2 separate regions of the Vulpes vulpes genome follow, and region 2 is linked to region 1. A link is a contact called in public Hi-C data. All regions are on one chromosome and are shown on one strand. The core of a region is the stretch at or near the end of the contact, and the rest is flanking DNA. Distances in the headings are between cores, read along the strand shown.

Region 1 (2,700 bases), core at 61-2,560:
GAGAAACCTCTGACAGCCTTCTCCCTATCCCTCCCCAAAAGCCATTCAATCAGCTTTAAAACTGCTCAAGTGTGCTCCGAGCGAACGGCTCGACGGACCGCCTTCATCAAACCTTAACAAGGAAACATAAGCAATCGTCCCGACTCGTCCAGACAGTCGAGAAGATGGAATTAGTAGGAACTGACGTCCGCAGGGTCAGGGCTTTGCGAGAAGGCTAAGCAGTGGGACTCGCGGGTGAGTTCGGGAGTTGGGGAGGGACCCCGAAAATCGGGAAAGAAGTTGGTGGGAAGGTTAGGGAGAGGCGAGGCCGACGTCCGGTTCCGAGGGGCCGGCACTGCGGGGCAGACAGCGACTAACGGAGCCTCCGAAAGACCTTTAGAGAGTTCTACGAAAGACCTGACCCGAGTGCAAGACACGAGAACGCTGATACGTAGCTCCGAGACGACACGCGGGGGTGGGACCCGCCCCGCTAACCCCGGGCTCCCTGAACGAGCCCTCAAGAGAGGATCGAAGCCCGAGAAAGTCAATGGGTCCAGAGGAGGCCCGCACCGGCCGGGCAGCGCCACGACTCCGAACGCAGCCGCGCGGGGAGCCTCCGGGTCCGAGGCCTCGGGTCGGCCCTCAAGAAGTCGGAGCAGCCCCTGGGACTCCGCGCCCCTCCTGGGCCAGCCTCTGTCCTCTCTTCTCGCCCCCCGAAGCCGAGGACCGGACCTCCGGTGTTGACAGGAAGCTTCCGGCCGAGCGCTCCCAGCAGGCGCGGGGCAAAAGAAGCAATATGTTCGTAGCGCCGCGAGTGACACTCACCGGCCCGAAACCTCGAATGAAACCAGCAGCTCCGGGGGCGGCGGCAGCAGTGGCAGCAGGAACCGAACATCCAAAATGGCGGCTCCCTCGGCCTCACCACCGCTACTGCAGGCGGAAGGATCCTCTTAGGAAGCGAGGAGTTTCTAACTAACTTCGCGCAGTACTGCAGAAACTTGGGTCTCTATCCCCCTCTCCTTGTCGATTCCGTGTTCCCTAGCTGCAACTTCTTCTACCTCCCCTCTCCTATTAACCAAGAACTCGGACCCCGCCGAGGACTATTTGCCAAGGAGGAGGTGACTGCTCCTAGCAGAGCGACGCAAAGCGTAGCAAGGTACGGGGCGGTCACTGATGACGAGAGACGCTGCTGCCGAGTCACCGCTGCGAAGAGTCTGAGCGAGAAAGATCCGGCTGACCCTGAAAAGCCTCCGAACATTGGTTCCGCGGGCGGGGGGAGGAGCAGGCTGAGCTACCAGGAAGCGGCGGGGGCCACCGAAAGGGGGCGGGACTACCGCGGAGGAAGTGGGCGGGGCGAGGCCAGGCAGGTGGGGGGGCGGGAACTTAATACACAAATAGCCCAAACTGCTTCCTCCGGTGTTTTGAGACCTCACCTTTCTAACTTGAGGGACACGCCCCAAGTGGTATTGGGTTCTATACTTTTGTGGTATCTCTGCAAAGTATCTTATAAAAAGAGCAAGAGGATGATACAGAAGAATGGATTCCAGACCCAGTACCAGCCCTCAACCTCCTGCATTGGACAAGTCATTGAATCTCTCAGGGCTTCAGCTTCCACGTACGTAAACACAAAGGACTTGGACTAGTGATCCAGATTGGGCTTTCCTCACTGTCTCCATCAGCTAAGGACCTGAGCCAAAGAGAGTCTACCCAGACAGTCCCTGGCTTGATAAATAATTACTAACACCTGACACAACTATTTTCCACGTGAACTTGCTAAAGAGGGTCATGATTATCTTAGCCCATTTAAGGGAAAGGTGACTTACCTAAGCTAAAATCCTTCAGGTAGATTGGCAGTAAAGTTGTCCTGAAAGTGAATAAAGCACAGCACCTGGCTAGATGCCAAAAAGAACCCAAATAACCATAAATCTGGAGTTTAGGACCTGTCAGAGACAGGAGGTTGCACTGTCTTCCTTCGACAAGCCCTTTCATGCAGAGATTTCAAAACATTTTCCAGAAATTGAACTGAGGAGGTCCGCCTGTACAGTTTTACTCCTTAACTACTAGGATTTAAAAAGTGACTGGACACAAAGGCCTGGGGGCGTGATGGTAGTAATTATCACTTTTTATTATCAAATATATCATATTTTTTATAGAAGCATCTTCCTTCTGTAATCTAATTTGACCCTCCCACCAATCTCCTGAATCAGACTAAACAAGCATAACTAACTTAGTTTCACAAGTAAGGAGACTGAGAGTCACAAACTATTGCTTACTGCAAGACCCTCCTCCCCTCCCACATTGGGATTCTGCTGTTCAGGGCCACCTCCTGAATTAGAAAAGGGTACACACCTACCCACCCACCCTCACACTCACACTCGGGGGAATCAGCCCAAATGGAAATGATCTGAGGAACAGAATGCTTATGGAATTCAGTTGCCTCCTACCCTGCAGTGCACTACTGTCCAATGCAGCCTTGGTTCACGCAACTACTAAGCAGTAGCATAGAACTAGAACATGATGGGGCGCCTGGGAGGTTCAGTGGTTGAGCATCTGCCATTGGCTCAGATGGTGATCCTGGGGTCCTGGGATTGAGTCCTACATCCAGCTGCCTGCATGGAGCCTGCTTCTCCCTCTGCCTGTCTCTGCCTCTCTCTCTGTCTCTCATGAATAAATAAATAAAATCTTTTTTTAAAAAAACTAGAACATGGGCAGCCCTGGTGG
Region 2 (2,700 bases), core at 2-2,501, 160 kb after region 1:
CATTTGTTTTAGATGGTTTTCTTTCTTGATGCCAAAATATGATAATAGGTACAAAATAAACGTGGGCTCTGAAATAGCTTGGTAGGTTTCAGAGTTGTTTGTCCAAATGATGCTTATATTACTTTAAAAAATCACTACAGAAAGAGGACACCAGTATCAAAAATTCTCAGGTGTATATCCAAGAATACACTCTTCCAGTTTGAGAAACACTGCAGGAATCAAACTAAAGATATAGTATGGCCCCTATTTGCAAAACGTTTACAGTTGAGTTAGGGGGGCGGATAAAAAAAGACCAAACAATTGTAGTTCATAAAGACAGTGCCCCTCGGCGCGGGGCGCCTGGGGGGCTCAGCGGTTGGGCGTCTGCCACGGGCTCAGGTCGTGACCCCGGGGTCCTGGGTTCGAGTCCCGCGTCGGGCCCCCTGCAGGGAGCCTGCTCCTCCCTCGGCCTACGGCTCTGCCTGTCTCTCACAACTAAATATAATCTTAAAAACAAAACAAACTGGTCAGGTACGGCATATATCTATGAAGGTTCAGATGAGGGAGAAATTATTACCAGCACTTGGGCCATATGGAGACAAAAACGGTCGTGCAGGCCGGAGTCAGCCTGAGTAAATGCATACGAACGGGAAGCGTGTATAAAGAGAAATAATTCTGCGGGGGTTGGGGAGACAGAAGTCGGAACAAACCAGAAAACTGAAACCTCGTGAAATGCCAGGAAAACGAGTATCCAATTAACTTGGAAGTTTTCTCAATAGGAGTCCACCAAGTCTTCCCTGCAATGGAATCCTTTGGGTTGCAGGACTCGGCTACAAAGTCTTGATGTCCCGACACCTTCATTAACACACATACCTACCTACATACGTCCGTTTTAGGCACTTTTTAAGGTAAAACCTGATGCTGATGGAATCTTCTCTGGGCTCGATTCGGGTTATCTTATTCCAACCCTTTTACAGTGTCTGACACATACTCCCGGTACCTGCTTTACCGAGAGCACCGGCATATCTAATGATCCAGATATTAATGGGAGCGCTGCTCGGAAGCGAAGGGTCGCGGACGCGAAGGCACCTGCCCCGCAGCGCCGCACCGCAAAGCGCCCGCGCGGGCAGCCCGGGCCGGAAGGGGCGTGGCCGCCCTGACGGCGCGAGCCGGCGGTTTCCGCCGCGGAGGGGCCCGCCCCGCCCTCCTGCCCGGCGATTGGTGAGGCGGCAGCCGCAGGCGGTGATTGGATAGCTCGCGGCCATCTCCTCCAATGGAAATGAGGCAGAGGCGGGTCCAGGGGCGGAAGGAGCATGGCGTGGAGACAGCTGAAAGTGAGTTCAGAGAGCGGGCTGTGCGCAGGCTGTGCGGAGCGCGGGCCGGCGGCGGGCGGAGAGGAGCCTCGCGGGCTGGCCGCGGCGAGCTGTGGGCGGGATTCGGCTCCCAGCGTGGGCCCCCCGGCGCGTCTGTGTCGCTGGAGGCAGCGCGGGTTGCGTGCGTGTGCTTGTGCGCGTGTGCTTGGCCCGCGTGCTAACGGCCCGCTCAGTCTGAGCAGATGCGGGTCTGCCAACGCGCGGGGCCCAGGTTTTTGTGGCACGTGGCACACGAGCGTCTAGGGAGCACAGGACGGCCCGACCTGACGTGCAGGACCCACGAGCAACGAAGTTACACCGAGACGCGGCCCCAGCCCTTCTCGATGAGATTGTGGGGCGGGGACTTGTGTGGTCGCGTTCACGGGCTTGTCGGGGGACACCAAGGGGCGCTCCTGTAATCTGCGGGAGACTGGAAGGAAGGCGGCAGATCCTTGCTCTTTATTAACAGCTGGGGTGATCCTCCAGGGCACATCGGATCACCGCAATGACTTGTGCAGGGAGCGAAACGCAAATCTTCATTCTGGCCCATGCCCCTCCCTGTCCCCCTAGCTCTCGTGCGGTGCTTTCCCTCATTCCTTGGCATCCAAGGAGCCTCCCCCCTTTCCCTCTTCCTTGGGTGCATCTCATTATCCTCTGCCACCGAGAGCGCCTTTATACTTTTCCTACTCCCCCCACCCCCTGCCTCCTAGTTAGCTCCTATTTATCCTTTGGATGTCAGCTTTGAGTCACTTCCTCAAGGGAGCCTTCCTGTCTACCTCTGAGATTGGGTTGGATTCTCTTATTACCCTATACCTTTTTTCTCCATAGCAATCTTCACAGTTCTATATTTGCGTGATCATTTTCTTAAAAAACATTTATTTATTTATTCATGAGAGACACAGAGAGAGGCAGGCTCCCTGCAAGGAGCTTGGTGCAGGACTCGATCCCAGAACCCTGGGATCACAACCTGAGCCAAAGGCAGGCACTCAACCACTGAGCCACCCAGGTGCCCCTATTTGCATGACCATTGATTAAGGATGTCTCCTGAGACTGTCCTCCTTGAGGGCAGGGACTCTTGAGTGCTCCTTAATGTTGGGCAGATGATTGACTGAATGAGTGAGTGACCCATCATCTGCAGTGATAACTAGAGAAACACGTTACAAAGCATGTTTTGAACTAGGATAGTGATTGTTGACTCAATAAGATCTGATGCTTTAAAAAAATATTTTTTTTGCAACTACATTTATTATCCTGAAGTGGAATTTATGTATAATGTAATGTCTATGTATAATTTTAAAAAGTCAGCATAATGTCCTAACTCTGAATATAAAAGAGAAATTAAAGGAATTTGTAATAAAATAACATGTAT

The links. Hi-C and Micro-C count contacts between places; a contact is called where the count stands out from the background.
Region 2: a contact with region 1 is called in a Hi-C map of skeletal muscle, with 3 times the contacts expected there. The contact joins the promoter of DHODH here to the promoter of AP1G1 in region 1. A contact is called at or near these places in 2 of 3 Hi-C or Micro-C datasets (both in skeletal muscle).

The regions. Positions count from the first base shown.
Region 1 is chr12:179,008,294-179,010,993 of VulVul3, forward strand. It overlaps AP1G1 (adaptor related protein complex 1 subunit gamma 1), which reads right to left and starts at 1,311. Exons shown (of 23, transcript XM_026011631.2): 1 at 805-1,311.
Region 2 is chr12:179,171,067-179,173,766 of VulVul3, forward strand. DHODH (dihydroorotate dehydrogenase (quinone)) reads left to right here and starts at 1,252. Exons shown (of 8, transcript XM_072731595.1): 1 at 1,252-1,313. The coding sequence starts at 1,293. PKD1L3 (polycystin 1 like 3, transient receptor potential channel interacting) reads right to left here and starts at 1,136. Exons shown (of 33, transcript XM_072731588.1): 1 at 1-1,136.